2 separate regions of the Zea mays genome follow, and region 2 is linked to region 1. A link is a contact called in public Hi-C data. All regions are on one chromosome and are shown on one strand. The core of a region is the stretch at or near the end of the contact, and the rest is flanking DNA. Distances in the headings are between cores, read along the strand shown. Region 1 overlaps LOC103646597 (dynamin-related protein 3A). Region 2 holds the start of LOC100194244.

What was found. Hi-C and Micro-C count contacts between places; a contact is called where the count stands out from the background.
Region 2: a Hi-C map of endosperm shows a contact between it and region 1, with 3 times the contacts expected there. The contact joins the promoter of LOC100194244 here to the enhancer-like site in region 1. A contact is called at or near these places in 6 of 25 Hi-C or Micro-C datasets (endosperm, leaf, tassel and 1 more).

Annotation. Positions count from the first base shown.
Region 1 is chr2:76,082,849-76,085,548 of Zm-B73-REFERENCE-NAM-5.0, forward strand. It overlaps LOC103646597 (dynamin-related protein 3A), which reads left to right. Exons shown (of 20, transcript XM_020548340.3): 9 at 771-877. Among protein-coding and RNA genes, the nearest start is that of LOC103646597, 25 kb to the left of the region's middle. Within about 2 kb of position 1,398, at least 1 of the 20 cell types and tissues checked has an H3K27ac peak or open chromatin away from gene starts, as enhancers often do. A contact at or near this core is called in endosperm, where this site is marked.
Region 2 is chr2:76,449,130-76,451,829 of Zm-B73-REFERENCE-NAM-5.0, forward strand. LOC100194244 reads left to right here and starts at 1,449. Exons shown (of 3, transcript NM_001139285.1): 1 at 1,449-1,550. The coding sequence starts at 1,507.

The DNA.
Region 1 (2,700 bases), core at 148-2,647:
AAGATGTTAGTAATAGAATCAAAACAGGGTGGCTGAAGTGGTGACATACATTTGGCATTCTATGTGACAAGAGGTACCACAAAAGATTAAACACAAGTTTTATAGGACGACGATTAGACCTAAAAAGACATGTTCAACACATAAGTGTTGCAAAAATGTGCATGTTGTATTGTATTTATGGCCATACAAGAAGGATTGAGTCCGGAATGATGATATACGTGATAGGCTAGGGTAGCACTAGCACCAATTAAAGAAAAACTTGTTCAACACCGGTTGATATGGTTTGGACATGTCCAACATGCAGTAGAGGCCTTCAAAGGCACCGATGTGTAGTGGGATCCTAAAGCAAGATAGTAATGGGAAGAGGTAGATGAAGACCGAAGTTGATATGGGAAAAGACAATAAAAGGAGACTTGAAAGGATAAGATTTGACTTTGATTAGGAGTGAGTGCATGGAAAACAACTATTCACACGACTGAACCTTTATTTGTGGCTTTTGTTGGGTTTCAACACTAGCATACCCTAACTTGTTTAGGACTAAAAAACTTTGTTGTTATATTTTTCTGATTGCAACAACTAGAAATCATATGTGTGTGTTTTTAAGAAAGCAGGAATAGTTTACTTGGTCTTATTGTAGCTCTTTAGATTGCATTACATTGAAATTTGATGCTTATCTTATTACATGCAAGGTGATGTCTTCTTTCTATCTTTCGGTTTAAATTCTCTCAAAGCTATATTCCTCTAACATTTTATTGTTTTCTCACTTTCAGCCTTTTCTTCCATGGTGGAAGGGAAAAACAGGGTGTCTACAGATAAACTTTCTGGTGGAGCAAGGATACACTACATTTTTCAGTCAATATTTGTCAAGAGTCTGGAGGTTTGTGAAAGAAATAGCTTTAAATATTTAGCTAGCAGGCATGTGAATGTGAGGATGACTCACTAAGTCACCGAAACCATGAGGATAAGAATTCTATAATAACGAGTGAGAAATGGACATTGAACAATATATATATTTTTGAATAAGACAACCATCATGGATGGCGACTTTTATCCTTTCTTATTTTGGTTAATAATGCATTATTCTTTTTTATGTTAATATAGATTAAGGACTTTAGAACTTTACATTATACACAATATAGTTCTAATAAGGTGCCCCCCTCTTGATACGTGTCGTGCTGTAGCTATCGAGAAAGTTTCCTGCCGTAGGGTTTAGACACTTAGACTTGAACCTTGGATTTTCTTTTTTGTTTTCCTTGTGTCGCCTCTCATGGGCGACATAGGCAGAACTAGCAGCCAGCGTGGAGTGAGGCCCATGGCGGGTGTGGTACTACCGACTTGCTCAGCCTTGGCTTGGCAGTAGTGTGAGGCCCATGGCAGGCGTTGAGTGAGGCATGCGATGGCAAGGTGCTATGGGGGTGGCAGCGGTAGCTACTTTTGGGGGCAGGCAAGGCTACTGGAGGGGGTGCTTGTCGGCGAGGCGAATGAGGTAGGCCTGTGACTGGCATAGGAGGAGACCAGCAGTCTTGCGTCGGTAGCGATGTCAGCATGGTTTGTCTCTGGGTGCCCTGATGGCACACGACAGCCATAGCTGGCCACAACAACCCTGCTGTGGGCATGACCTTTCATTTTCATATATGCAATGGGTCTGAGTTTAGCTCACGAGCAGTGTGTGGTTGCGTGCAATGGCCGAGATGAGCAACTTCACCTGACATCGCAGGAGCAGCTGCTTTACCCCACACATTGTTCTGTGACCACAAGCCGCTGTACTTGCAGGACCGGCTGACAAGCAGTGGTGCGGCCTTTTGTGTAGGTGTGAGGAGGGATGTGTTGGGCACAATCCTTGTCCAGCATTAGCCGGAGCAAATGAAGGTGACACTTCTGGGTGTTGTTTCCTTGTAGATGTCGCTGGGGCACCTCTCCTCATCCTGCAGAGTTCTTCAGAGGAACTCAGCATCTTATCCTTCCTGCAGGTGCCTAGGAGATCCTGCACTTCCTTGATGGATGCTGGTCCGTGTGGGACATTTATCTCCAAGCCTTTTGTTCACTACTTGCTTGCGGCACATCTATGGCTCTTGTAGGGTGGATCAGTGGCGAAGTTGGAGCTGCTTTCGTTGTGGCTTGTAGGGTGGATCAGTGGCGAAGTTGGAGCTGCTTTCGTTGTGGGGTGGGACAAAGCTTTGCAGTGATGACATGCTGTGTTCACTTTCTTTGGAGTCTGGGGCTTCTTGTGAGTAGGTGGCGGCGTGTTAGGGCTTTGGCTGATGTTCGTTGTGGGAAGTCGGAGCAGCTTATCATTATAACTTGTGATAAGTTTCGCAACGATGACGTGCGGTGGGCTCTGTCGGTTGTGTGTAGTTGGGTTGCTTAGGTTTAGTTGTCTAGGTTGCTGTGTTTAGGTCACCTGTTCTCCTTTAATAAACTGTGACTGATGTTTTTAGGCCTGGTTTTCCTAATAAACTTGGTCAATTCTATTTCTTCTTAGCTGAAAGGCAGATCTCTTGCCATTGTGTTAAAAGAAGTTTCCTGCCATCCTAGTACTGGATATTTCTCAGTTTAAGTTGTGCTTCAGGCAAACAACAGTTAAGCTTTGGTCATAGTATCTTTTGGCTGCTAAGTCTGACTTTATGCCTCTTGCCTCCCTTATTAACACACTCTGGGAAAAAAATGTGTAAAGGCCATTGTGTGATAGAAGAATATTTT
Region 2 (2,700 bases), core at 199-2,698, 370 kb after region 1:
CACACCAGAATTGGTACCCTCTCCAATCGTTGACAGGTGGACCCAGAGTAGTTGAGTGTTGTTTCACAGTGATCGTATGGTGCAAGGACCTAGCGCATGCCTTTTGTCCTTCCTCATGGAGACGTGGACTCGTTGCTCATGTCGACACGACGAAGTCGACCACCTTCGACTTTGTTAGGCCTTTGTGTAGTACTCGAAGGCTGACCCCTTCGTAGGTCACCCGATTGACTTTGCTGTCAGAGTGGAAGGGGCGGATCCCATCACCTTTGAGATCCGTTACCAGGCATTCGCTTCTTTCTTGCTTGAATGGTCGTCTGACACTTTGGTAGCAGGTTAGTGTGCAATGCAAAGAGATCGAGGGGTCGTTCTGTCTTCGCTCCAACACACAACACAATAGAAAGCCACACGTAGCACAATGCTCCTACATAGTACCATCTCGCTAGCTGAAAAGGGATGAACAACCAAGCGGTCTAAAAAAAGGTCGACATCTTTTTCAACTCATACATTTCTTGGCTTTTTGTTAAGATAAGTGTAATATTTATTATTATTAATTTAATATCTGATGTGAATCATATGTTTACTCCGATATTAAATTTATTTTATGAATATCAAATATGATTATATTGCGACGGATATTGTACTAGTGTTTTTTCTAATTGGAGTCACTCCGTTCTAGTTACTTTGTAACCAAACAACAACAAAACTGGGACAGAACAGCTCCGTTCTACTTGGCTCTTCAACCAAACACTACCTAAGAGTTTCATCAACAAAATACTCGCTCCATTTCAATTTATATTTCGTTTGACTTTTTAACCTTAGGTTTGACTGACTCGTCTTATTAAAAATTTAATAATTAATATTAATTTTTGTTGTGATATTGTTTAGTGTATAATATACTTTAAATATGGCTTTATTTTTTTCAAAAATTGATTAGGACAAGTCAGTTAGATGTATTTTAAAAAAAGTTAAATAAATTATAATTTAGAACAGAGGGAGTATTTTGTTAATCCGAACAACTGGGTCTAAGTTATTTTCTGCACAAATGAACCGGTTGCATGGGATCCGGATCATCGGCAGTCGAACAGTCTGACAGGTCCTCCGGCGTCGACGCGTGAGAGCAGTCGACTGCCGAGTATCCCAATCCGTTGCATCCGTCGGTGACGGGCGAACTTTGAATGCACGCTACCAAAAGAGGTTGGAAACGCTGACTACTCAGCACTGGAAAAAGTACACTGAAAAACTTGTTGAAGTGAAATAACGACAAAAAGAAAATATGGAGTTTTTCATGGCGGAAAGGAGCCTGCCAGCCTGGGCGACCCTTTTCAATAGCCGACACGTCGAGAGGAGCCCCTTGTTGCAGCGTGAGTGCAGCAGGCACAGGGAAGGGGACAACGTCAAGATCCTGTCCTCTGCGTCGACTGTCGAGGGATCGGCATGGCGTTGAGGGTGTCCCCCGTGTCGCATGGCGCCGCGGCAGCGCCGCTGCCGCCGCTCGCCCGGAGGAGGATGGCCCGTGGGGTGGTGGTGGCCATGGCGTCCACCATCAACAGGTGAGCACAGCGGATCCCTCGCCTCTCGCTGTCTTCCTGACCGTGAGATGCTTTTTTGCGGAAACGTGTCGGTTGTTGGGAGCCACAATCGTTGGGGTAAGTGATATTCCCGATCTGCATTGACTTGGTCTGCTGGATCGAAGCAAATCACTGGTGAAAGTTTTACCTTTGCGATTGATTCGTGATCTGGGTGGGGCAGAGATGCCACATTGTTTTTTTCCTCCTCCCACCCCCTCGTTTTTATCGAGATCCACGATTTTGGATACATTTGTGACTGATTTGTTGTCTTCATCTCTCAGTTGATTTTTTTTATCTATCAGTCGATTTTTTTTTTGTTTCATCTCTCAGTCAATTGCGGCGGTATTAGTACATGCAGAAAGTAGTTGGCTGTTGATGTCTCAAACTTGTTCAAATCTGCTGATGGCGATTGAGATGTCGTGAGCTTAAGAAACGATTGGTTTACATCAGGGATTACCATCCCGTTTTGAAATCGAATTCCACCAGGCGCCGAAAACGAGATTACCGTCCCGTTTACATCAGGGATTACCATCCCGTTTTGACTTTACATTCTTTCTAAGGCTCTCTCCGGCAACTCTATGTCTCATTCCCTATTGCACCTTTTATTTTAAACTCCACTAAACAAACAATGTTATCTACAGCAAACAATGTTTTATACGTGTAATATTACATCCTAATTTGTCAATTAAACAACTAGATTTTGTCACTCTATTTGATGATGATAATAAATATGTTCGTTTTAGAGACTATGATGTAAGAATTTGTCAAACTTCACTCCAATCATAACATAACTTATGTTCACCGGACGAAATTAGGATTCATATCAATTAATCACGATTAGTCGGACGACTTAAGCGATTAATCGTGATTGGTCCAAACCGACTTGGACGATTAATCGTGACTAATCGCTATTAATCGGACGAGTAAACATTGAGCGTCACAAGAACACTTTGAAATATAGATGATTATCAATAGTCAAACTGATGCATTTGATACTCTGAAACAGTAAGAAAGCAATCACTACCTGCCATCAAACATAAGAAGTGGTTACTAAACTGAGGATGAAATGATAAAGATGTATTGTTAATTGTGGAGTGTCGTATATTTATTAACATGAATTTTGCAGTGTGTT